Regions from separate parts of the Ovis aries genome. Here region 2 is linked to region 1. Evidence: chromatin contacts called from public Hi-C data. All regions are on one chromosome and are shown on one strand. The core of a region is the stretch at or near the end of the contact, and the rest is flanking DNA. Distances in the headings are between cores, read along the strand shown.

What was found. Hi-C and Micro-C count contacts between places; a contact is called where the count stands out from the background.
Region 2: a contact with region 1 is called in a Hi-C map of liver, with 4 times the contacts expected there. The contact joins the enhancer-like site here to the promoter of KCP in region 1. A contact is called at or near these places in 11 of 16 Hi-C or Micro-C datasets (blood, hypothalamus, liver and 5 more).

Annotation. Positions count from the first base shown.
Region 1 is chr4:94,571,828-94,575,532 of ARS-UI_Ramb_v3.0, reverse strand. KCP (kielin cysteine rich BMP regulator) reads left to right here and starts at 1,716. Exons shown (of 48, transcript XM_042248800.2): 1 at 1,716-1,823. The coding sequence starts at 1,745.
Region 2 is chr4:94,713,136-94,716,840 of ARS-UI_Ramb_v3.0, reverse strand. No RefSeq gene overlaps it. Among named protein-coding and RNA genes, the nearest start is that of TNPO3, 23 kb to the right of the region's middle. Within about 2 kb of position 1,685, at least 3 of the 54 cell types and tissues checked have an H3K27ac peak or open chromatin away from gene starts, as enhancers often do. A contact at or near this core is called in liver, where this site is marked.

The sequences.
Region 1 (3,705 bases), core at 467-2,966:
GGGAGGGTAAGGGTGTGGGGGGTTGGCTAGAGCAGGAAGCAGCTGGGAGCTGGGGTGGCTGGGGCGGGTGCTTGGGCTCCTGGTGGTGATATGGAGTACGGGCCCTGGGGCCCCAAGGGCCTGGCATTGAATCCAGGCTCCGTGGTTTACTCCCAGGGTGACTTACCTGACTTCTCAGATTCTTCATCTGTAAAGCGGGAATGATGGGGTGACCGACATCCCAGAGGAGAAGCGATAAGACCTAATGCCTATGTGCCAGGCCCTGTGCTGAGTCCTCTTCCCAGCTAACTTACTAAGCCTCACACACCGATGAGGTGGGTGCCATTAGAGCCACAGAGAAGAAAAAGTAGCCACTGAAAGTTAAACGACTTGTCTGAGGTCACAGCAGAGAGCATCAGACTCTGGACTGACCTGGAGTCTGCTCTTAGCCTCTCCTCCACCCAGCCTCCCGGGGCCCTGCTTCTGACAGACATCACTTTCCTTAACCCTGGTGGGAGCACAGCTGCCACTTCCTCGTTCCTCTTCCAGCCAGCTGGCCCTGGCGCTCTTCTGCTCCCGGGAGCCTGGCTCCAGGCTTAGCCAGGCCTGGTCTCAGTACTGGCCCATAGCTGCCCTCCCTGTCCCCTGCTGCCATCTGCTGGGGACCTTTCAGGGGTCCACACTCAGGGTGGGGGCGTTGGGCGGGGGAGGAGACATACCTTTCCCTTGGGGGGGTAGGGGGCAGGGGGAGGGAACGACTGCTATGGCGGGATTCGTGGCTCCACCCTCCATGTCCCTGGCCTGTGAGCTGGGGCCCATTCCCACCTCCCCTGCTTCCCAGCTGCACCAAGGAGTTTCCCAGGCTTGAGGTCCACGTGACCAGTGTCTCTCACTTCCTCCCTTCTTCCCCCTCCCCCTGCAGAGCCCAGGGCCTAGCCCGGCCCCCTGCCTGGACTCACAACGCCCCCCTCCCGAGGCCAGGCCTGAGCCCAAGATCTGGAAATGGGTTGGGGAAGGAAAGTCTTGGCATTTGGGGCCCAACCTGGGGCTATCAGGGTAGATGGGAATGGTGGGTAGAGTCCAGGAAAGAAATGCAGAGGTGGAGAGAGGAGGAGGAAACCAGGAGTCCTTGACTTTGGAGACCTGGAGCATCACCACTTGTTTTCCTTTGTTTACTGAGCACTTAGTCTGTGCCAGCCACTACCCTACCCTAAATTCCTTATCTCCATAGTTTCGCTTAGTCCTCACTGCAAGTCTATACAAGTAGATATTATGGCCAGTTTACAAATAGGGAAACTGAGGCATGAAGTTAGAGGCTTATGGGCACGTGGAGTTGGCTGAGCCGGGATTTGAACCCAGCTCATTTTGCTTCTCCTATACACAGGTGAAGAAGGGAACCCCAGGGTGGCAGAGTGACCCAAGGGTCAGGGAGACCAGCGGTCCCAGAGCCCGAGAGTGACGAATTTGTGGGGTTTTTTTTTTAGGGTTGGCTCCTGGACCTTATGCAGGAGAAGTCACCCCCACTTGCTTCCAGCTTCTGGCCCCCCCAGGCACTCTCCTGCACCTCTGATCCAGGGCTGGGTCAGGATGGGGCCTAGGGGCCCCGGGTGGAGGTGCCATGAGGGAGGCAGGCACCACAGGCCTGGATGACAGACACCAGAAGCCCTCCCTGAACAAAGGCTGGGTGGGAGGCGGCCTGGTGTGTCCCCACCCCCCCTCCCAGTGCCTGCTGAGCCAAGACCACAGTCAGCAAGGCGGGGCGAGCATGGCCAGAGCCGCTGCCGTCCTGCTGTCCCTCATTCTGCAGCTCACGAGCGGGACACTGGCCCCAGGGACCGGCCGAGGTAAGTTGGGGTGCTGAGGGTTTGGGGACAGCCAGGTGGGACCTCACCTCTTGCTCAGCCCAGTCTGAGGGGACAGCTGGGCTGGGAGGGGGCTGCCTCCCGGGGCCCTGCCTTGCGGTATGTTCACCTCTCCAGCCGGCCTGAGTCCTCCCCATCGGTGGAGGAGCGAACGTGGGGGCGGCAGCACGGAGACTATGGCATGGGGTTCCGGGGTCCCGGAGCAGGAGGGGGCTTCCTGCTCTGGCCTCGGGAGGAATTCCTGCAGGCAGCGGTGGGGGAGAGGCTGCCCTGGAATCTGGGAGTCTGAAGTTAATTATTTGTCTCGAGAACGGAGGGGAAAAAAAAGAAGGTCCGCCATGGGAACTGGCTTTGAGTGTCTGTATCTGGCTTTCCTCCAGCAGGACCGGCAGGAATAGAGGGGTCAGTGCATGGATTGTGTCGGGCAGGGGTGGGGGCGGGGAAGGGAGGGGAGCTGAGGACAGTTCCATGGGGAGCAATCAGGCTTTGCACAACAACCAGGAGCTCTTCTCTGCAGGTCTCTCCAGGCGAAAGACTGGCCGGATCTTCCCTGAGGGTCCCAGAGGACCCCAGCTTCTCCTGACCCCCTGACTGTGTTTGCTTCAGCAGGCGGGCTGTGGCCTGAAAGAAGGAATCATGGGGCATGGGGTGTAGAGCTGGGGTGAAGGGTGTAAGATACCAGGACCACCTTTGGCCACCCTTCATGGGGCCGGGAAGGGAGCTGGATCCCACACCAGGACAGAGGGCCATTCCAAGTGATGACACCCTTCCCAAGGTATGGGTGTTGGGGGGTAGGAGAGTAGGCTGAAAAGATAACGGGCACTTGGGAAAGGTCACATTTGGATTTGCCTTCAGATGTGGGATTTAAACCAACTGTGCCAGGAGAAGAGGAGCAGCTGGAGGCAGGGAGATTTCAGCCTCAAGAGTGGAGATAAGAGGGGAGAGGAGTGGAGCTGGGGAGATGGGGTGGGGGGATAACCGGCTGAGACCAGAGACTGATGGGGTTTGGGAGGGGTACCAAGAGGGCAACCAAGCCCCAGATTTCTAGGTAGGTGGGGGTGGCATCAAGCTTCCCAGGTGGCACTAGTGGTAAAGAACCTACCTGTCAATGCAGGAGACCTAAGAGACGCAGGTTCGATCTCTGGGTCAGGAAGATCTCCTGGAGGAGGAAATGGCAACCCACCCCAGTGTTCTTGCCTGGAGAATCCCATGGACAGAGGAACCTGGTGGGCTACAATCCACGGGGTCGCAAAGTCAGGCACGACCAAAGCAACTTAGCACGCACCACAAAGGTGGCATTAACCAAGCCAGGGAACTCAGGACAAAGCAGGTTTGGACAAAAGAAGACAATTTAGGTTTCGGACCAGACTCTCCAACCCACTTTGGTGGAGGCAGTCGGGGGCTGGGGAGTGAGCAACATTGTGCCCTTGCTTCACTGGACTAGCAATCACCAGAAGCCCTTTCAGCCACCCAGGCCAGCCTCACTAATGAGATGCCTCTGCGGAAGGACTCTTCCCTGTCCCTCCTCCCCTTCCTCCTCCTCACCCCCTTTCCGCTCCAGACCTCTGCTGCCCGGCCCACCTCACCCAGAGGAGGGATGATGTTTGGGAACCAAGCCTGGAGTCAGACAATCCCCATCTGCATAATCTTTATTTTCCTGACTGGAATAGAGACCAAAGTGAGGTGAAAGTGGCCTTCCCCAGCCCCTCCTAGGACCCAGTGTCGTGTAGAACCCAGGACTGGCTGTCTTCATTCTGATGGAGCCTTGAAAGCTAGTAGGGGCCCTGGCAGCACTTTCCCCAAACCCTTCAAGAAATGCAGCCACATCCTGCTTTCTGGAGCACACCCTGCCCAGTGTGGGTTC
Region 2 (3,705 bases), core at 436-2,935, 140 kb before region 1:
GACCAAAGAAGATATCCAAATCAAATGGCTGATAAACTCATGAAAAGGTGCTCAACTTCAATAGTCATCAGGGAAATGTAAATTCAAATTATAAGGCAATACCATTACCCACCTACTAGGATGACTAAAATGAAAAACAACCTATCAACGTTGCCAAGAACACGAAGCAACAGAAGCTCTCAAACATTGCTGGTGGGAATGTAAATTAGCACCTACAACACTTTGAAAATCTGTTTGGCAGTGTCAGTGAAAGCAATCCCACGACCAGGCAATTCCACTTTTAGTTAAAGCCAACAGAAATGTGGGCTTTTATTTCCCAAAAGCTATGTGGAAGCTATGTAGGGGAATGTTCACAGAAGCATTCTTTTTTTTTTTTAATTACAGTATAGTTGATTTATAATGTGTTAATTTCTGGTAAATGGCAAAGTGATTCAGTTATACATATATACTTTTAAGTTTATATATGTGTGTGTGCGTTAAGTCCACTCAGTCATGTCTAACTTTGTGACCCCATGGACGGTACTCCTACCAGGCTCCTCTCTCCATGGGATTTCCCAGGCAAGAATACTGGAGTGAGTTGCCATTTTCCTACTCCTATATATATATATATATATATTTCCTACTCCCTATATATATAGGGCTTCCCAGGTGCCTCAGAATCCACCTACCAATGCAGAAGCCACAGGAGATGCAGGTTTGATCCCTGGGTTGGAAAGATCCCCTGGAGGGGGAAATGGCAACCTGCTTCAGTATTCTTGCCTGGAGAATTCCATGGACAGAGGAGCCTGACAGGCTACAGTCTATGGGTCAAAAAGAGTCGGACATAACTGAGACACTTAGCACACACATACTTATGATTTGTGCATTTTTCTATGTCTATGTTAATTTGATTAATTTTAAAGAGTGCTGAAATAAAAAAATAGTTGTTATACTTACGCTGTGCTGCTTTGGTCAGATGATTTGTTTTATCTCCTTGTGGAGAAAAGTCCTGGCGTGTTTAAGGTTCCGTTTGTCACCACACAGCAGAAAAAAGTTAACGGGCTCTTCAGTTCAGTTCAGTTCAGTCACTCAGTGGGCTCTTACAGGGGCCAAAGTCAGCTACAAGGTCCTGCAATTAAACAATAAGGGAAGGTCAGGTTCACCCTTATGCAAAATACAAGAAGAGCATTTACATAGGTTGTTAGTTTCCAGTTTTTCCTTCTCATTCTGGAATCAGGTGGGTGGATGATGTGAAAGGAAGTGAGAATGGATCACACAAGATGTTTGTGAAAACATCTTGTATACTGCAAAGCATTAGGAAAATAAATTATTAATAGAGGGCAAGGAGAATCTGCCTGCAATTCGGGAGACCCAGGTTCAATCCCTGGGTCAGGAAGATCCCCTGGAGGAGGGCGTGGCAACCCACTCCAGCATTCTTGCCTGGAGAATCCCATGGACAGAGGAAGCTGGCAAGACAGACACATTGTGTGCATGGGGTCACAAAGAGTCAGACACGACTCAACGAGTAATACTAGAGTTAGTGGGAGGACTGGTTTGGGGAGGCAGAAAGGAATTGTAAAGTAGAAAGAGACAATGAGGAAAAACGGTGATATCTTTATTTTCTTCCTTCTCTCACCTGCTCCCTCTGACCCAGGGGAACTTTGGGCCTTCTCGGCGGTATTGCCCCCGGCATTTGTTCTCCCCAACAGGCAGAGTCCCGTTCTCCGCCGCAAGAGGGCGGTGTTGCTACACTGAGCTGGGGTCTCAACCGGAGGAGAATGGAGAGGATTTTTGCCCTGAGCTCTGGGGAAATGGCCTGGATTTAATCTGGTTTTGAGGCGCCCAAATGGGCAAATCCTGCTTTGGCCCGCCCTGCCCCAAGCGAGCTATTAGGAAGCTGAGGAGTTGGAGGGCAAGGAAGCATTTTTTCACGTTGTAATTACTCTCTGGTGTATTCAAACGGTAGGGCACGGGGCTAGGAAGTTCAGGAGTGCTTTTTTCCTGCAGGTGAGTGGAAAATAGTCTTTGCAACAACTCCTTGCAGAGTCCAAGTCTCTATGGACCAGCTTCATGGGGACTTTCAAAAGGAGAATATTGATACAATAGATCTTTTTGAAAAGATTTCCCATCAACATTTTCCCTAACTGTTGAGCAATCTTCCCCTCCCCTTTCCCTCTTTTCCCCCTTCCCCATGATCTAGCTCTGACTTCTCCCTTCCGACTCCATATAAATCACACAAAGCAAAGCCAGAAGGAACCTAAAAGATCACTTATTCATTTGTGTCTCAAATTATGCACAAGGATCACCAGCATAACTGTCATCAGCTAGGTGCTTGTTTAAAATGTAGACAGGACCTTACCCCAGATTTATTGAGTTGGGTCCACTGGTTGGGCTAGATACCTGAATTTTTTTAAACAGACACACACACAGAGCCCCCTGCACTACATGAAGATAATGGTAGACACTGAATGCTGAGTTCTTGTTTAGTTCAGCCTCCTCAATTTGCAGTGAAAGAAACAAAACAGACGAACTTCAGTTGACTTGCCGAAGGTTACCCAGCTGGTTTGCATCATCCTTGTAATTTGAGACCCTGAACCCTGAGCTCACACTAGTAGCCTTCATTTTTCTGAGAGCCCTAGAGTTTTGAAGTGCTATGGGAGTTCTACGAATGTTTGATTGTAAAGTGACCTGCTTAAAAGTAAAAAAACAAAACAAAACAAAAACACCTGTTATCATTTGCAACTTCTTTTAGTGAGAATTGGGGCCTTCCCTGGTAGCTCAGACAATAAACAATCTGCCTGCAATGCTGGAGACCCTGGGTCAGAAAGATCCCCTGGAGAAAGAAATGGATTCAACCCACTCCAGTATTCTTGCCTGAAGAACCCCATGGACAGAGGAGCCTGGAGGGCTACAGTCCATGGGATCGCCAACAGCTGGACATGACTGAGCGACTAACACTAACTAATAGTGAGAATCAGGGTGTTTGTGTGTGTGTGTTTAAATACCACATCAGCAATTGTCATCCTTTATCCCCATTTAATTACTACAAAGTCCCACTGTTACTGACTGGCTTAAATAAAATGAACTTTTTTTTCCTGTTTTATATATATTTGGATTCTGTGAAAAACTTCGTTTGACAAAACAATTCTGCTGCTTATATGAAATTTAGTGGGCATGGATTAAGCTCTGTGAACACAATGTTAAGCACTGTAAAAATAAATGAAGTGAAGAAGTGAAGTGAAGTCACTCAGTTGTGTCCGACTCTTTGCGACCCCGTGGACTGTAGCCCGCCAGGCTCCTCCGACCATGGGATTCTTCAGGCAAGAGTACTGGAGTGGGTTGCCATTTCCTTCTCCAGGGATCTTCCCGGCCATCACCCGAATGAGAAGCAGAAGCTATTTACTCAGAGCTCTGCTACAGCCAGGGCGTCAACCACCATCAGGTGCATTTGGCAGAGAGTCAAAGACAGGCAGGGGAGTGGAAAAGCTGCGTAGTCAAAACAGGGAAGGCTTCCGGGAAACCTGAGAGGAGGTTGTTGGCTTAGGAAGGCTGGAGGTGGGCTAGCAATGGGGTATCTTACGTGATTGGTTTGGAGAGCAAAATTGGATTTCTCTGCTTGGTCCTGAGTTGAAGCCAGGGCAAATATGAGAGACGTTTGCAGTCCTGATTTGACCAAATCCTGACTGTTCTGGGTCAGTTCTTGCAGAGGCTTTGGTTTGGCTTCCT